Linked DNA regions of Mus musculus: region 1 is linked to region 2. Evidence: chromatin contacts called from public Hi-C data. All regions are on one chromosome and are shown on one strand. Each heading gives the region's core, a stretch centred on a gene start, on an enhancer-like site or on the middle of the called end of the contact. The rest is flanking DNA. Distances are from core to core; before and after follow the strand shown.

Region 1 (6,056 bases), core at 1,522-4,021, 190 kb after region 2:
AAAATTGGGGAGCTTGTCTCTTTGGTTTCTTGTGCAGTTATTTTATTGAATCCGTGGCTACATCTTGGCAGACCATGACAATGAAAAATTAACACCCTGACAGGCTAGAATTCTTCACAAAGCAACTTAGATTCATCTCCACACTGTCCTTTTTCATAGTCCCTGCCTTTTCTAAGCACTGAGCTGAGTTTCTTATTTACTATATATGCAGTGTTACATGGTAAGCCCGTGTGCTGGGGCTTCCCATCAACATAACACCCACTTTACAGATATGGAAACTGACTCCTTATGGAGAGATATGCCAGAGGTTACAAAGTACTTGAGTCAAAATGTGAACCAGTCAACAGTTTTGTGACTTCAAGCAGTGCACAGGTTATGAGGCTGTGGAGGTACAAGGTCATGCAGCTCCAGAGGTGCAAAGATGGATGCAGCATGGCGGCAGCAGAGATGTCTTATAAGTAACAGAGACACAGACAGCCACGATCTGAACAGAAAGTTCTGAGATGCCTGAAGGTTTTTACCATGAGACCAGGGCAGCACCAGAGCCCTCTTAGGGTGGTCCCAAAGATGCTCTATGTATTTTATACCCTGGAAACAGAGTTTTAAAAAACACTGGGAAGTGATACTCCAAAGGCAGGGTGAATCAGATTCCTTGATTGTTCAGACTAACACATAATCACATACATATGCTTTCAGGTTTTCAGGGCAGTGATGCACGCGTGAAACCAAACGTACACTGATTAGATGATTAGTGGTAAAATGTATTTATTACAGCAGATGGTCATTAAGCATCGTCCCTGGGTCAGTCACTATGCAAGGCTGCGAGAGCGTGAGAATGAGTAACCAGGAAGTGCCTGCCTTTGTGCAAGTGCATACTCCTCCAAATAACCCAGCGGAGCATGTGCTGTATTGTGAAAGGAAGGCAAGGTGTTACACACACACACACACACACACACACACACACACACACACACGACAGCTCCAAGCACAATGGCCTAGAGAAAGGAAGACCTAAGGAGATGTTGTAGAGGATCAAGTGAAGAGGAAAGGCAAGAGCCTAGTGTCCGGTGCTAGAGAGGAAAATGCGGGCTATGGCCTAGACCCACCCTTTAGGGTGTGGTCAGACCTTATCACCAATCTCAGGAGTTAGGAGGCGGGGCCTGTGGAGCATGCGACAGGACTGATGCCTTCAAGAAAGAGCCTCACCTTTCTGCCATGAAATAAAACAGTGCCAGGAAAATCGTCTCCCAGGAAGAGGCTCCTTGCCACACATCACATGTGCAGGTAGGGGCCTTGACCTTGGACTTCTTGCGATTTATACCTGAGAAAAGGTACATTTCTGTTGTTTATAAACTACCCACTCAGCGGTGGTTTCTAACAAGCTCCTGTTGAAATTCAGTCTCCACTTTGAGATAGAAACGCCATCAAATTATGACGGTAAGAAGTGAGGCCTTTGAGAAGTAATCAGAACTGATTGACATCTATCGTCAAACTGCCTTCCAGATATTTATGTGAACATCTGTAGATCTGGGCTGTTCCAAACCTTGGTCAGAGAAGCTTCTTTTTGTATTGGGCAGTGATCACACAGAGACACAGTAGTGTTCCAAGTGCTGAGAAAAATAATGGCAGCAAGAGCTCAGCCACAGAGGGAACTTCAATACCTCCTCACTGGCCACGCCCACTGACCACGCCCCATCGTCCATCCCCCACTGACCATACCCACACTAACTACAATACACTGTCCACCGACCTACAGGGCCTGCCCCACTGTCCACACCCCCACCGGCCATGCTCCGTTGACTATGCCTCCACTGACACTGACTACGCCCCCTATGGCCATGGCCCCATAAAGCTTGTAGAAGATTGGAGAAGAGAGTTGAAGAATGTAAAAGCTGGACGGTGGAGACGAGTGCAGTGAATGCCATCCTCGTGACATAACATGGCGTTATATACATGAACACACAGCAGCTGTGGTAACCTACACACGATCGATCTGTCAAGATCAGGCCAGTTAAAAGCGCCAGCATGGACTGGGGTGGGGCTTCTGAAGCCTTGCCCCGTAGCTGTAGGACTGATGGCTGCTGAGAGACAGAGTCCTTTCTCTAGGAGTGTGGCCACTGGTATATCCCTATATTCCAGTGAGTGACACTAAGTTCCTATGCATATGCAGCCCTAATAGGACTCAGTTAAATAAAATTACGTGCTATCTTCTGGGTGAAGTCCCTATGATTTGATACCACTCAGGCCTCTGCCAGCAAGACAAACATGCATGTTTTTCCACTCAAGTGAGACACGAGAGCAAACAAGCCAAGGTAGACAACAGGCCAAAAATAAGAACCTGAGAGAAATTTAGCAGGTGTGGAAGCATTTCTAAAAGGAAATGGCGAGTGGCAAGTAATACTAAGTGCAGAGATAAAACCCGCTATGATTAAAGAGTTGATAAAGGGTTACTGTGTGCACGGAAAGAAACAGAGCCATCCAGGTGTCCTGAAGTTGGGCTAACATGACAGAAACATCTCATAAGGAACTAACAGAAATGCTGGCAGAGGGCTAAATTCAAGTCAACTAGTGGCTGATAATCCACACAAAGACAGAACACATACACAGCGCTTGGGTGATTCTGGAAGTAAACCTGAAGTGAACAGGGTTATACGTGAGAGATACCAACTAAAGCAGAATAGAAAGCTAACTCAAGCTCTTCCATTTAATCTGTTGAGACCGCTCATGTCTCTCTTACTAGGAGGCTTCCACACAGACAGGAAGCGTAGGGTGTGTTAGCTACTTTGTGACTGCTGTGATAAGACCACAGCCAAAAGCAGCTTGAGGAAGAAAGGGCTTATTAAAACTTCAGATCATCACTTAGAGAAGCCAAGGTAGGACATCAGTGCAGGAACCCGGAAGCAGACCTTAAACTGGAGCCTGTATAAAGGTGCTGCTCACTGGCTGGCTCGCTCAGTTTGATTTCTAATACCATCCAGGACCAAGTGGAGCACCATGCACCATGGACTGGACCCTCTCACATTCACTAATGAAGAAAATGCATTCCCGTAACTGAGAGCCTTTCCCAAATGACTCTGCCTTGTGTGTCAAGTTGACAAAGCCTAACGAACATACAGGGTAGCCAGGGAGAGATACCAGATGATTTTGGAGGCTGACATAGTAATTATCTTTATTTTTCTCCTGTTGCTATGATAAGTTACCCTGAGAAAAGCAACCTAAGAGAGAAGGGTTTGTTTTCGCTCACAGTTCAAGATACCATGGCGGGGAAGTCAAGCCAGCAGGAACCTGAAACAGCCAATCACATCCTAGCACATCCATAGTCTGGAAACGGAGAGGATGAACTGTACCCAGCTTGCTTTCTCCATTCCAAATATTCATTTTTATGTATGCGTCCATCTATGTGCGTACTATGTATGTGCAGTTGCCTGTCGCAGCCAGAAGAGGGCAATGGATCCCCTGAGGTTGGAGTAACCCAACCCAGGTTCTAGGAACCCAACTCGGGTTAGCTGGAAGAACAAGAAGAATTGTTAACAGCTGGGCCGCCTCCTCTCTCCAGGCCCACATTCTCCACCTTATACAGTCCAGGATTTCTTGCCCAAGAACTGGTCTCACCTATAATGAATGTGGGTCAACTCGCGTAAGTTAACATAATGGAGACAGTCCCCCACAGACACACCCAGAAGCCCACCTCCCAGGTGGTTCTAGGATTGTCACGTGGGCAACACTAGTCGTCTTGGCTATAGGAAAATACATACAGGAAACCATGATAAAGCCTCAGCTCGGGTTCCAGAGAAGGCCGAGTTTCACTCGTACCTGAGGGGCATTCAAAGAGACTTCTCTAGTAAATACTTGACATATGGATCTGTAGCTCAGGAGAGAGGCCCATGGTCAAGAAAACGACAAATTCCTTTCATTAACCGGATATGCATCTAAAGAAAGATATCGGATGAGACACACCCAGTTTCCCAACACAGTTTCTATCTTTGAAAGATATTCTTGGCTCCAGCTGCCAATCAGAAGTACCACCATGTGAGTCTTCTCAGACCCACACAAAAAACGATCCCAACCTGGTGGGACAGCTCTCTACTTAACGCAGGTTTTCCTCTAAAACTTGACACTGATTGCCATTCATTCTCTTCTCCCCTCTTAGACAGGCTTTCAAGAATAATTATCTGATCAGGAAGTTCAGAAGTTCAGCTATTATTTAAGCTGCCTTTCTTAATTCAAATTCTGACTTCGCTCCATAAAAGACAGTCCCACTACATTTCCTCCTCTGGGGAAATGGTTCCTGCGCGAGACACTTCTATCAAACTCTGCAGGGAGGAGCCTGAAGAAGGACTTTCTTCTAGATGCTCACAGAAGTCTTACTTTGGGGAACAGTGTGCCTCTTTTATTACCACACTCTCCATCTTGAGAGTGCTTTCCACTTGCCTGGGTTAACTACCCAGGAGACACAAACTTTATCAAACATTTTTTTTTCAAACATTAGCTTGGGGATTTGTGTTGTTAGATAAGCACTTAAAACCATTTTCTGCTCTTCGGTTAAGAAATAGGAAACGACAAGTGTGGCTTTTCTACCTCCAAGATGAGATGAGCTTTCAGGTAGTTGGGTCACGCTAACTTTCTGCATACACAGGAAGTCAAGTTGATTAGGGAAGGTCACAGTGGACAGATTCTATCTGAACCAGCTCCCCACAGCTAAAAACCCACCCCCTGCTCTGGGTACGAGCACTGCAGGCAAAGCAGAAGATGACACAAGACTCATTCTCCTTGTTTGCATTGATCAAACAAACCCAAGTGTACACTGTTGCAGTTCTTGTTTTCTGGACAATCCACACACGAAGCCCCAGTTCGCAAATGACTGGTATAGGAAACAGGCTTTGTTTTAGGGGAGCAATTCCTCAAAACAGAACAGACATTTTGTCTTCATGAGTAGAAAAGTTGTGCTTAACTATAATTTCTCCAGTCACTGTTAAAGTGAGAGTTAACTATTCTATTTGTTTTCTTTTATGTGTGTGTGTGTGTGTGTGTGTGTGTGTGTGTGTGTGTGTGTGCATGCTCATGACGGTCAGAGTGTAGTCTTATTAGCTGCTGTTCCTCAGGCTCTGATTTTGTTTCTTTCTGACAGTAACTTTCACTGGCCTGGAGCTTGCCTAAAAGACGACAGTGGCTGGCCAGTGAGCCTCTGGGTTCTGCCTGTCTCTGCCTCCCCACTGTGGGGGTTATAAGTACACACCACCATGTCTTACTTTAAAAATTGTCTGGGTATGAAAGTCAGGTCCTCGTACTTGCAAGGCAAGCACCTTATTGACTGAGCTCGCCAGCCCCAACAATTCTATCTCTTAATGGTTAAACAAGAAAGAGGATGGTCACTAAGTTAGATATGTGTGCACAGCAGAGAACTATCCTCAATTTCATACCTCATCTGCATTCCTCTCTCTGTAAACCTTTCATCTCTAGGCCAATCAGGCTATCAGAGGAAGACTACAGATCTCTCTCTCTCTCTCTCCCCTCTTTCTCTCTCTCTCTCTCTCACACACACTCTCTTTCTCTCTCTCTCTCTCTCTCTCTCTCACACACACACACACACACACACACACACACACTCTCTCTCTCTCTCGTTTTTCCAGACAGGGTTTCTCTGTGTATCCCTGGCTGTCCTGGAACTCACTCTATAGACCAGGCTGGCCTCAAACTCAGAAATCCACCTGCTTCTGCCTCCCGAGTGCTGGGATTAAAGGCATGTGCCACCACTGCCTGGCGACCACAGACATCTCAAACCTGGTGTCAAGAGGAGCTGCTAGGATGATGTTTTCTGAGTCAGTGAGGCTGGGGTGATTGTGGGGGAGGGCTCTCTGCACCCTGTGCTCAGGAAGCTCCCAGGACTCTGACTCAGGCTGAGCATCCACACGGGAATCGGAGATGAAGAGGATTACTACCAACGGCACAGAAAATAAACAAAACTCTTAGCGAATTTTAGTTTTTCAGTATATACGGTATATAGCATATAGATATAGTATACAGTAGATTTAGTATATAGTGGGAGTCTGTATAGT
Region 2 (6,270 bases), core at 2,896-5,395:
GAGCTCCTTCCTGGTTTCCTGGTTTCCACTGTGCTCACAGTTAGCTCACAAAGGAAGACTTGAAGCTACAGTCACCATGCGAGAGGGATCATGCAGACTTTGTCTTTCTAGACCTGAGTGAGCTCACTCCATTGCTGGGACCAAGTTCATGGTTTCCTTCTTCCTTACAGGAGTAATAACCCATTCCCTCTTTCTAAGGTTTAATGTGTGTGTGTGTCTGTGTGTGTGTCTATGTGTGTGTGTGTCTGTATGTGTGTGTCTGTGTATCTGTAATGTGTGTGTGTGTGTGTGTATGTGTGTGTCTGTGTGTCTGTAATGTGTGTGTGTGTGTGTGTGTATGTGTGTGTGTGTGTTTTGCTTGTGATCATGTATGTATCCACAGAGTCCAGAAAAGGGTATCAGGTTTCCAGGAGCTGGAGTTACAGGTCCTTGTAAGCTGCTTGGCTGGATGCTGGGACTGAACTCCATCCCTCTGCAAGACCACTTAATGCTCTCACCCACTGCCTGCTCACCTCAGCCCGCTGCCACCTTTTCCTGTGGGCAGTAGAGGGAGATGGCAAGTGTCTTATAGCAGGACATGGAGACCTTCAGGTGTGCCCTTGAGCGGGACAGCCAGCACCTGACATGCCACATGTCTGTTCCTGTAGCTCCCACTCCCACCAGCGCGCTCCTCGTCCCCACATCTGTGCCAGCATTTGGTTAGTTGATCCCCTGATGACTATGGCCATTCTGAGAGTTGTGAGGTGGATTCTGAAGGTGGACTTAATCTGCATTTCCCTCATGGCTGAGGATGTTGAACACTGTTAAAGGTGTTTCCTAGCCGCTTATAACTACTTGAACATGTTAAAAATACAGCTAAGGGATGGGAGCTTTTCTGTGCCTTCAAAATATATTATATATAATTTAATTTACTATATATAAATAAGCTAATTTGCCTTCTTTGGTATATATTTTAGTTTCAAGTAATTGTTTCAAGCTGTCTCGTTCAAAGGGTTATATCAAATTGTGGGTTTGGACCTGTTTCTGGAATTTCTTCCTAATGTCCTTGGATTACTTTAGATAATGTGTTTTGAATTATTTATTGATTTTATTGTTAGTATCAACCATAGAACAACCTCTGTTCTTACAGTTGTTTTCAATTCTTAGAAGAATGCTTTGGCCTTTAGGCCCCAATAAGCTCTGTCAGTTTATACATGAATAATCTGATTTCAGCATGGCATTGTGGGAGGAAACACTCTTGAGTCAGAGATGGCTTTATGTATGGGCACTGTAAATAATTTTAGAGACTTGTTCTAAGAGTGCTTCAGTAGCAGAGTAAAGAGTTTCTGAGGCCACTGGGCATCTAAGATAGAGAAACAAGGACACAAAAGGAGGATTGTAAACTGATTTTGTGAGCTTCTCTTGAGCCTGCTCTGTCTTTTTCAACTTCACAGAGGGGTTGGGCAGTATTTTAATCACTTTCAGCACAGATTGTAGCTTTGCTGTGTTGGATTCAGAACCCTTCCACAGTGAAGAGACTCGGCTTGTATCTGTGAAATGCCATTGTCTGAGACACAGTGACACAAGGAAAAACGGCACAGCCTCCTGTGCAGAAATTGTTCCTTCATGAAATGCTGTCAGTAGAGCTTCTTAGCCCAGTCTTGGAAAGAGAAAATGGAGAGATAACCTCTGGAGCCAGTGAGTGTCTTAGAGCTCTCAAAATCTTAAGTAAAAGAATGACCTTAAGAAGGAGAACACACATTATTCATAAGAGGAAAGAAGGAGGTGTTTGGGGTTCCAGCCATGCGTAAGTTGGAATGAGCACCTGTAGTTTTCTCAGAATTACAAATGCTGAGTAGAGAGCTTGGTGACCTTATGCACCATGATTAGGAAAGCGACAATTCTATGAGAACAGAGGACGTTGTGAAGAGGAGGGTGGGGACACGGTGCCCAGAAGTGTTAGATGTGGACAAAAAGAGTAAGGAAGGGCTTTATGAAAGCAAGGGAGTATTTAAAAATCCCACCCCGGTACATCGGCTACTTTATTAAGTAAGCTGCAGTTCGTTTCAGCTACAGAAGAGGGCGCTCTTGAACTGAAAACTCTCCCTTGTAAATTAGCTCATCTCCTTGATCCAACTCCAGATTAATGGCCATTACTAATCCCAGGAAAGCCAACATAAATAATCTTCAAGAGAGAAAGAATTCAGCAAATGTACAAAGTTAATACCAGAATAAAATAGAAAATTAAGATAAAACCTTATTAAAGTATATATAACTTATATACATTTTGTTATGTGTAGGCACTTTCAGTGGAGAAAAGCAAAAACAGAAAGAAGGGTTGAGGAGAAGTTTAAGGACCTGAGTTCAACCCCAGGGCCTTCATAAGAAGGCTGGGTGGGGGCATGTGATTGCAATCCCAGTATTGGGGAGGCAGACATAGGTGGCCCTCTGGGGTTCACTGGACAGTCAGCACGGTCACCAGCAAGGCCCACGCCAGGGACAGACAGGCTGTCTCTAAAACCACGTTGACGGGGCTGAGGAATGAGGTTTTCAGACATGCGCACTCATATCGTATACAAGCGCCTGCACATGCATAAACACACACAGAGGGCTGGGATATAAAAGAAAACACAGAGGAAGGCCAGCTGGAGCCCTGGAGTGTGAACACGGTATTACACAAGTGTCTGTGTAATGAATGAACTCACTGAGAGAGTCATGACTGAAAGAGACAAACAACAGAAATGTCTGGAAGAACCCAACTGGACTCTGGAAAGACAAAGGCAAAATAGAGAAAATCACCTTGGAAGTGAAAACTAAATTACAAGACACCCAGGGGAGGAGTGTGTTACCACAAGTTCAGTGAAAGGAATAAAGACTAGAAATAAGAGCCAGGAAAATAACACTGAAATGTGAGGAAGAAAACAGGAAAAATCAGAGAGAGAGAGAGAGTCTGGGGGGGGGGTCCATTATATTTGCTTAATGCTTAAACTAGAAAATCAAATGGAATAGAAATAGAAATAGCGTTAAAAACTGTACTGGAAACCTTTTCAGAGCTCAAGCAGAATGTGTGCATTGAAAGGTCTTATGTCGTGGGTACCTGAGAGGGACTGTCTACCCTGCCAATCCTCCAAGTATGCTAGGGCGTCACCTCAGCAGAAGCAGGGAGGAAGAGGCCTCCCGAGCCTCCGAGTGAGAAACGAAGATGCAGGAGTACAAGGGTAACAGTGCGTTAGGATGGAAGTCACCTAACTGGAAAGAACATCGAGCCAGGTTCCTGGAAACAGTGTGCAACCTGTGGAAGAGAACCAGTATTTCCAGGAAAGTTATGAGCGGTTGATTTAACCACTGTGAGACTGGTGAGCTACATGAGACTCAGTGTGAATTACACACTGTCTTTGAAACATTGTTGACATTGTGAAGGCATGCTGAAATACATAATAACTGATGGTGTCTCAACTTTCAAATGGTTCAACAAGAAAAATTTAAAAATTAGAAAATTGCTCATTTTTTTTCACAAGTTTTTTCTTTTAAAAGCTTTTTCTGTTGAACTGGCTCTCATGTATTAGAGGCTGCCCATAAACTCCTGTGTCCCTGAGATTGGTCTTGAACCTTGGTCCACCTGATATTACCTCCCAAGTGTTGGGACTAAGTGTTTTAATTAGTATATATATTTAATTAGTATATAATTTAATTAATTATTATGTATTAGTTGTCCACAGCAATGGATTTCATTATGTCGGTTTATGCATGTGCATGGTGTATGTCGGTCATATTCACCCCAGTTCTGCCAATCCTCTTCCCAGCTGGCTCCCCTATGCTTTCTTGTCTTGCCTTTGTCTATCAGTTGTGGTGACCCTGTGAGTCTCCTCAGGGCTGTCTGCAGGAGCGTGGGCGGAAGCCTGTTTACAGAGCATGTACACCTTATAGCTACAGGGCTGTGGAAATTCTGTCTCCTCCCCCATCAACTTTTAACTGCCTGTGAGTCCTGGAGAGGGTGGGGCTCCACGGATCCCTTGCTCTTCCCTGGAAGGGTCCTGACAGACCCAGCCTTGCAGTCCAGTGCAGATGTCAAGGCTGCTGTGGGTCTGCGATTGCCAAAGTCCTGTCGTATCCGGAAGTCAGCTTTCCACAGCTATCTCACTTCCGCTGACTCTTCCGTTCTCTCTGCTCCATCTTCCACAGTGCCCCCGAGCTTTGAGGGGCTGTTCTATATGTCCTAGGTATAGCGGGCGAGGTATTCAAACTGTCGTTTAGTTTATTCTCTCGACTTTGAGTAGTTATGAGTCTGCAGTCACTGCTGCCCACTGGAGGAAGAAGCTTGTCTGAGCAGCTCTGCGGGCATGTGAGCTCTGGAGAAGGCCGTTTGATAGGCGCGACTTGCATCCTGCAGCCCCTCTTCCCAGCTACAGGCTTTTGACCAGCGGAGAGCGTCCGAAGCGAGGTCCTTCCTGTGGCAAGTCCAGCCCCGAGGTGGGCAGGCTTCCCGCCGTACCAGTGCTCTCAAGCTGCCTGGCCGTCAGTGTTGGTACCCGGAGGGCGAGCTGCATGGCGCCCCCTGGCAGCTTCAGCCTAGCCAGCAGGGGGGAGGTTCCAGCCCAGCTGCAGCTTGCTTTCTCTGTGTCTGGGGTCAATCCTGTGTGATCTTGAGCAGCACAGTCTGACCAACTAGTTATGGTAGGAAACTAAGGGCAGTGGCCTGGGTTGTTTTGGGGTTCTTGGGAGCACCCATGGTCACCTCCTGAGAAGTGCCTTGCCCTGGTCCTGGGATTCTTGTTTAATAGGCTGTAACCTCTGGAAACACCTTTATTCATCCCCACAGGGTGAATATCCCATTCAAAATATTTTTAAAAATTGTTTTTTGATTAGCTTACCAAAATGTCAGCTTTCCATGTATCATTTCTTTCGGTTGACATCCTAGACTGTACATTCTGTCTGCCATCTGCTCTCGCTGAGTGAGACCATCGTGTCCCTTCTATGTCACACGGGTTCTGCTGTCTCCCCACCCCCAACTTAAAGATCATATTTCTCCTGTGATATAGATGTGTATATATAAAAGAGCTGAACACACATGAGAGAGTTAAGGTAATAGAATATTTTTCAGTTTCTTCCATTTCTTGAAAATCTCATAGTTTCAAGTTATTGGATGACTTGAATTCCATTGTGTGTGTACCTCATTTTTGTTGTTACTTGAGTTAATAGTGTCTAGGCTGACTGTATTTCCTAGCTACTGTGACTAGAGCGGCCGTGACCACAGATGTGCAGGTCTCTTTGGTAGGATGCAGAGTTCTTCGGGTGGGTGCCCAGGAGTGGGATGGGTGGGTCATATGGCAACTGTAGCATTTGCTTTCTTAGAAATCACCACGTTGGTTTTCCTTGTAGCTGCAGAAGGTTATATGCCCACCAACACCATTCCAATATCCGTGTCTTGCTGTTAGCCATTCTTCCTGATGTAGATGGAATCTCATTGTGGTTTTAACTGGTGCCTCTGTGATGACTAAGGGCACCGAGTGCTTCATGATAGTTGCTGGTCACTTGGGCTTCTCTCTGTTCAGTGCTTAGCTGAGTTTTGCTTGAGTTGTCTTCTGTGTTCTTCCTGACATCTGCCGTCTTGAGCTTTTGTATATCATGGATATTAATTCGCTGTTAGATTATCTCCTGTCTCCTAGGCTCTTTCTTCACCCAACTCTTTCTTTTGCTGAACGGAAGGGTTTTGTTGTTTTTGTTTTTGAATTTCATGAGGTTTCATTTCTCTCCCACTGGCCTATTTATTCTGCAGCAGGAATCCATTCAGGAAGTCCTTGCCTGTCTGTAGCTGGAGTGTTTGCCTGCTTTTTTCCTCTGACAGTTTGAGAGTTTCCAGAAACTACCCAGGAGCCAGTAGGCCCCTCCCACCCCTTCCCCCATATCTCCTCCCAACCCAACTCATAGCAGTGACCCACCCACTCTCCACCTATCGTGGCTAGAATCTGTGGCATTCTTCTAGACTGAATTAACTATCTTTTATGTTGCTCCTGTGAGAGAGATGCTCACACCACCAAGAACTCTGGGTGTTCTTTAATCTGGGGCAGAGAATGGCACTGATTTGCATATCAGCCTCCTTTTGGGAGAGGCCTCATAATCCTCACACTGCAGGTTTTGAGTCTTAGTTAAGCTTATTTCATATGATTTTCAGGAAAAGATGAAGTTGAAGTTTTGAAATCTAATGTTGACACATTGTGGAATTCACAGGAAAAAGGGTAAAAACATTTTACTGCATGCAGTCAGATCTTACTAATATCTAGAGTTTATTTT

The links. Hi-C and Micro-C count contacts between places; a contact is called where the count stands out from the background.
Region 1: a contact with region 2 is called in a Hi-C map of Th1 cells, with 3 times the contacts expected there. The contact joins two enhancer-like sites. A contact is called at or near these places in 1 of 39 promoter capture datasets (epiblast stem cells), 1 of 15 datasets of contacts at CTCF or cohesin (pro-B cells), 12 of 484 Hi-C or Micro-C datasets (the AtT-20 cell line, Th1 cells, cerebellum and 7 more), 4 of 115 datasets of contacts at active chromatin or transcription factors (double positive thymocytes, effector CD8 T cells, large pre-B cells and 1 more) and 2 of 9 other capture datasets (embryonic stem cells and liver).

The regions. Positions count from the first base shown.
Region 1 is chr3:152,947,675-152,953,730 of GRCm38.p6, forward strand. The region is part of intron 2 of St6galnac5 (ST6 (alpha-N-acetyl-neuraminyl-2,3-beta-galactosyl-1,3)-N-acetylgalactosaminide alpha-2,6-sialyltransferase 5); the gene reads right to left. All of the region lies in intron 2 of Gm46830 (a long non-coding RNA gene), which reads left to right. Among named protein-coding and RNA genes, the nearest start is that of St6galnac5, 32 kb to the right of the region's middle. Within about 2 kb of position 2,772, at least 33 of the 459 cell types and tissues checked have an H3K27ac peak or open chromatin away from gene starts, as enhancers often do. A contact at or near this core is called in Th1 cells, double positive thymocytes, effector CD8 T cells and 2 more, where this site is marked.
Region 2 is chr3:152,759,261-152,765,530 of GRCm38.p6, forward strand. The region is part of intron 9 of Pigk (phosphatidylinositol glycan anchor biosynthesis, class K); the gene reads left to right. Among named protein-coding and RNA genes, the nearest start is that of Gm40181, 6.3 kb to the left of the region's middle. Within about 2 kb of position 4,146, at least 136 of the 459 cell types and tissues checked have an H3K27ac peak or open chromatin away from gene starts, as enhancers often do. A contact at or near this core is called in Th1 cells, double positive thymocytes, effector CD8 T cells and 2 more, where this site is marked.